Linked DNA regions of Oryctolagus cuniculus: region 2 is linked to region 1. Evidence: chromatin contacts called from public Micro-C data. All regions are on one chromosome and are shown on one strand. Each heading gives the region's core, a stretch centred on a gene start, on an enhancer-like site or on the middle of the called end of the contact. The rest is flanking DNA. Distances are from core to core; before and after follow the strand shown. Region 1 overlaps LOC103351648 (a long non-coding RNA gene). Region 2 overlaps PRKCH (protein kinase C eta).

Region 1 (2,684 bases), core at 49-2,548:
AAAATGAATTAGATTGTAATTTTCCCCTGTAATTAGTGCAGACTAGAAAAGACAAAATTAATATTGAGTATTGGCATTCAGTTGGATTCATCCCTTCAATTTGCCACCAACCCTTGTTCATTTAAAGCAGTGTTTCTCCATCAAGCTACACATTAGAATCATCTGAGGAGCTTTGAAAATTGCCTATACCTCTTCCCCAACCAAGAAACTTAGAATTGAGGGGATTTTCAGAACAGAAAGACAAGGGCCCAAAAGGTGGAGCAGGTGTCAAGGGCACAAGATTTAAGAAGGCGCTCACTCTCAGAATTCAACTCTGCGCCTGCACGGCCCTAAGAGGGTGCGCCTCTTTAAATCTGTGTACCTGCCTGGCTTCACCCTACTTGGGTCTGTTAGAAGACCCAGGATGGTGGCTGGTGCCATGGTGTAGTGGGTTAAGCCTCCTCCTGCGGTGCCGGCATCCTAATCCCATTTGGGTGCCAGCTGGAATTCCAGCTGCTCCACTTCCAATCCAGCTCCCTGCTATGGCCTGAGAAAGCAGAGCAGATGCTCCAAGTGCTTGGGTCCCTGCACCCGTGTGGGAGACCCGGAGGAAACTCCTGGCTCCTAGCTTCAGATCGGCCCAGCTCTGGCTGTTGCCACCATTCAGGGAGTGCATCAGCAGATAGATCTCTGCCTCTCTAATAAATCTTATTTAAAAAAAAAAAAAAAAAAAAAGGAAAGAAAGAACAAAGAAGACCCAGGTTGGTTCAGGTTGTGAAGGAGAACTTGCAGGGGACTCCTGAGCAGCCTTGGGTCCCTGCCGTATTTTTCCTTTAGAAGGAAATGTCAACTTGTCCCAGCAGTGAACATGAACTCCGGCCCATAGGCGCGAGTCAGGACGGGCTTTCCCAGGCCAGGCTTTGCTGAAATGTCAACTCGCAGCAGGCTCCGGTTTCCTGCAGACGGCCTCTCGTAAACATTCAAAAAGGCTTGGGAACCAGTTTTCTCAGTGAGGCTGGTGACGTTTGAGTAGCTCCTAATCCCTGGCCTCCTATAGGTTCTGTTTCCCACTCATGCATGGGTTTACATTTCAGCCAAACGCAAGGAGAGTGTTAGGTTTCCCTCGTTTGTGGGTTCTCACCCTCGCTCCTCCTCCCCCTTCTCTGATTTCTGCCCTTTCTTGTCAATGTTTTCCGTCCCCTCGCTGGCATCCTGGTCAGACAGGCACATCATTAATTCCTGTCCCTTGGGACAGCTTGCCCGGCAGCGGCCAAGGCCAGCCCTGGGAGGCAACTCCAAGAGCCCAGCCGTGGCTTCCTTCCCTGGCCTCGGAGTTCCGTGATGTCATTAGCATTCTGCCCTGGCTGCGTCCCAGATCGCTGCCTGTATTAAAATGCTCGGGAGAGAAACTCTGTACTTTTCCAGTGCTGGGAAAAGCATGGCAGGGTTGGTGGGAGCGCCTCGCGCAGCTGGAATCGACTACTTTCTATTGTGATAACTGTGCAGAGGAAGATTTGGAAGAGAAAATCCAAGGGAAGGGTCTGTTCAGGCAGCGTGTGTGGCAAGTTCCTGGTAATAGGATCGTGGGGTTGTTGGGGTGTCTCTCACACGGCTACACAGTCCCTGTTTAGTTCCATATAAATGGGATTTTTAAAAAGTGAAGTCATTGTAAGTGCACAGACTGCTACATAAAGGCGGCCTGGGGTGAGTCACTTGGTGCGGGAACTATCTTGGTGCAGTGCACAGCAGCCTTTCCCATGCCAACTCTGGTCTTTGCTATAAGGCAGAGGTTGTCACGGGCTGCTGCCTCTCCTAACGGCCGCAGCTGTCCTCACGCTCCCAAACCCGCCTGTGCGTGATGTTTTCCCAGGCACCTGCCTGGTGCCGTGGGGATTTTCAACCCAGAAAAGCATCCCCTTGGGTGTCCCTACCTGACTCCTCCCAGCCCACCTCTACAGGGGCATGAGTGGACACGAGTGGACAGCGGAAGAGAGTGCAGACTGCCGAGGGCAGCGCGGCCGGCATGGTGGTGTGGCGGTTAGAAGCATGTGCTCTGTGGCTCTGCTGGGTGATTCCTGAAGCCTCAGTATCCTCATCTGTAGAACGGGGTGATGACAATAGCACCAACTTTAGGGTTATTGTGACGGCTAAGAGAGGATGAGCAACGGGCACATAATAATTACTGGAAAAGCATTAGCCATCTTTAAAAAATTGTTTATTTTACAAGTTATTTGAAACGCAAAGAGACAGAGACAGACAAGATCTTCCCTCTGCTGGTTCACTCCCTAATGCCCACAAGTGCTGAGGCTGAGCCAGGCTGATGCCAGGAGCCAGGAGCTCAACCTGCGTCTAGCACGTGGGAGAGATGTGTGCCATCACTGTTCCTTCCCAGGGTGCACTTGGGCAGGGAGCTGGAATCAGATGTGGAGCTGGGACTCGAACCCAGGCACTCTGGTATTGGATGTCCCAAGGCATCGATACCACTGCAGCACACACCTGTGCATTGCTAGCTGTTGTGAACTGGCCTGGGCTAGTTAGGCTATAGCACAAACATATAGTCCCAGTTCCTCTCTGTTAGGCTATAGCACAAACAGGAAGACCCAGGGTGCTAACCTCCACCGAAAGCTGATGGTCTCTAACCTTATTCCCACTTCCCAGGGAAGGAACAAGAACCCAGAAAGGTGAAGCAATTTTCCTGCAGTCAC
Region 2 (2,684 bases), core at 130-2,629, 140 kb before region 1:
GTAGACAGAGAGGGACAGACAGACAGACGGACAGACGGGCGAGGGAGGAGGTGAGGTGAGAACAAAGACAGCCAGAGCCGGCAGTGGCGGGAAGGGGGCGTGGCGCAGTAAGCACGGGTGCCAGGCTTTAGTCCAGTTTATTGGAGCAAAGGTTCCATTTGGAAAATGCTGGACACTCTGTGGCAGGTGCCCAAGAGCTGGCTGTCACCCAGGCCCTTGGGAAAGCAGCAGCAAGTGTCATAAGGGATTGGGAGCCCAGGGAGCTGAGCCAAGGCCAGCTCCTCCTTACCTGGGACAGGGCTTGTCTGTGCGCACATCTGGTGCGTCCCGGTGGGCCCAGGACACGCAGACCCGGCTCTGCAGGGCCAGAGGCCCAGGGGTCCTCTCCGCTCATCGTTCTCTCTTTCTCTCTCCCGGCTCCTGACTTGGCGTCCTCATGGAGCAGCCCCCAGGGGTGGATCCTGGCGGGGCCGGGGCTTTGCATCGGAAGCCTCTCCCGAGATGTCCGGCCATGCAGTGTGTGAAGGTTCAGGCATCAGGAGCCCCAGGAACACAATCCCATGGTGCTGCAGGATGATTTCAGTAGACTTCAGGGACGGGAGGAGAGTCACTGGCAGCATGGGGACAGGGCGTCTCCCCTTGTGGCATCGTGTGGCCCGGGAATGAACCTCACACTCAAGCAGGTGCCCGCGGCTGGTAGCACTCAGGCACTGAGTTCTACTTCTTAGCTGCCTTCTAGTTCTTTCTTGAGGGCCACCTGCCCTTTGTTTTCTCCGGATAAGGGCCTCCACCTAAATCTGTGTTCTGAGCTGGGCGCTTGGTCCTGGGGTTAAGATGCCATTTGTGCGGGGGAGCTGAGGGGGTATTATGGCTCAGTGGTTTAAGCCGTGGCCTGTGGTGATGCCTGCATGCCATATGGGTGCCAATTCAAGTCCCGGCTGCTCCACTTCCCATCCAGCTCCCTGCTAAAGCACTTGGGAAAGTGGCAGAGGATATCACAGGGGCTTGGCTCCCTGCCACCCATGTGGGAAACCCCGGTGGAGTTCCTGGCTCCTGGCTTTGATCCAGCCCAGTCTTGGCCTCTGTAGCCATTTGGGGAATAAGCCAGTAGATGGAAAATCTCTCTGTAGCTCCTACTTTGTCTCTATAATTCTGCCTTTCAAATAAATACTTTTTTTTTTTTTAAATGCCACTTGGGATGTATGTATCCCATATCAGAGGGTCTGGGTTCAAGTCCTGGCTGTCCTCTCCATTCCAGCTTCCTGTTAATGCAGACCTTGGGAGGCAGCAGTGATGGTTCAAGCGGTTATGTCCCTGCCACCCACATGGGAGACCCAGATTGGGTTCCATGTTCCTGGCTTTGTCCTGGCTCAGCCCTGGCTATGGTGGGCATTTGGCAAGTGAACCAGTGGATAGATTTCTCTCTCTCTCTCTCTTAAAGAAAATGAGAATACATAAATAAAAATTGTTGCAAGCTTCCTATCCTTGCCTCGCAGCCCAATGGAGGAGTCCCTATGGAAGCGCTCTTTGGCCCGGGAAGGCCACAGCCTGCCCTGCATTGCTCAGGGCCCTGACCACTTCCTAGCCCCCTCAGCTTGCTTTTCCTCTCTGCACGTGGTCACAGGGCGTCTGGCATGGGGCCAGGCCAGGTTTGTGCACTGAGCTGCTGCCAACGGCGTACTGGGGAGGAGGAGGAGGCGGCACCCGGAGCGCTGCTTCCCCGAAGCTCCTGAGTTTGCTGTGACTTCCTGGGGGAAAGACTGTGTGACTGCGGGTTAGGAGAGGTGGGGAAGTGCAGCCGGAAAGCTGGGAGACTCTCCCTCCGCAGAGACCGGGGCGCTGCGAGGCCAGCGTCCAGCAGCTGGTTGATTATCGCAGCCTGCGCGGTGCCAGCTCTGCCGCAGGGGTGGGCGAGGGATGGAATCGCAGCTCCCTGAGGCCCTGGCGTGGGTTCCCGGTGCTCACGCTCACTGCCAGCGCCTCTAACAGCACACCTTGTATCTCACAGGAAGTACTTCATTGAATCCCCAAAGCAAGCCAGGAGGCGGGGTGGGAGGGGGGGCAATGCTCCCCTCCTCACTGTCCATTTCTGGCCGCTTAGGTCCAGAGAGGTACCCCCACGTGCCCCAGATCCCACGGCAAAGCCAGGTCAGTGAGCGTCTTCTGAGCAGTTGCCCAGCCTGCTAATATCCCTGTCATTTCCCTTACGCCACAAATAGGAAGCACCGGGAAAGCATGGCGTCAGTGGCCAGGGATAAAGGCGCTTCTCCGCAACGTGGACTCTTTGGCCTTTTATGAAAAACCGAAGGCTGTTTCCTCCGATCCGTCTGGAACTAGGTTTTCTCCTTTCCCTGAGCGGCCACAGACGGGATTTGCTCTGCTTGTGGGTCATTGGCTGCCGTTTGCCTCGGGCTCAGATCAAAATAGAAAGCAAGCCAGAGCGCGGCGTTCTCTGTTCTCTGCGTGTTCCCAGCTTATTAAATCCTATTCATCTTTGTTTTCCATCATTTATTGTGAGTGTATGAGGCAGTCCTCAAAAAGTCCACGGAAATATGTATTTAAAAAAAAAAAAAAGTACGCATGCATTCCAAAAATGTTTTGCACCAAAATAAATGTATCTTTGAATTTCCTCTCTCCGTAAGCCTTTTTGGAGTTCTTGGTTTGACGCTGCGTGACCCACCTTC

The links. Hi-C and Micro-C count contacts between places; a contact is called where the count stands out from the background.
Region 2: a Micro-C map of ear pinna shows a contact between it and region 1, with 4 times the contacts expected there. The contact joins two enhancer-like sites. A contact is called at or near these places in 2 of 6 Hi-C or Micro-C datasets (ear pinna and an unstated tissue).

What each region holds. Positions count from the first base shown.
Region 1 is chr20:8,953,090-8,955,773 of mOryCun1.1, reverse strand. It overlaps LOC103351648 (a long non-coding RNA gene), which reads right to left. Exons shown (of 3, transcript XR_519381.4): 3 at 1-2,684. Among named protein-coding and RNA genes, the nearest start is that of HIF1A, 130 kb to the right of the region's middle. Within about 2 kb of position 1,298, at least 5 of the 8 cell types and tissues checked have an H3K27ac peak or open chromatin away from gene starts, as enhancers often do. A contact at or near this core is called in ear pinna, where this site is marked.
Region 2 is chr20:9,089,411-9,092,094 of mOryCun1.1, reverse strand. The region is part of intron 9 of PRKCH (protein kinase C eta); the gene reads left to right. Among named protein-coding and RNA genes, the nearest start is that of PRKCH, 180 kb to the left of the region's middle. Within about 2 kb of position 1,379, at least 3 of the 8 cell types and tissues checked have an H3K27ac peak or open chromatin away from gene starts, as enhancers often do. A contact at or near this core is called in ear pinna, where this site is marked.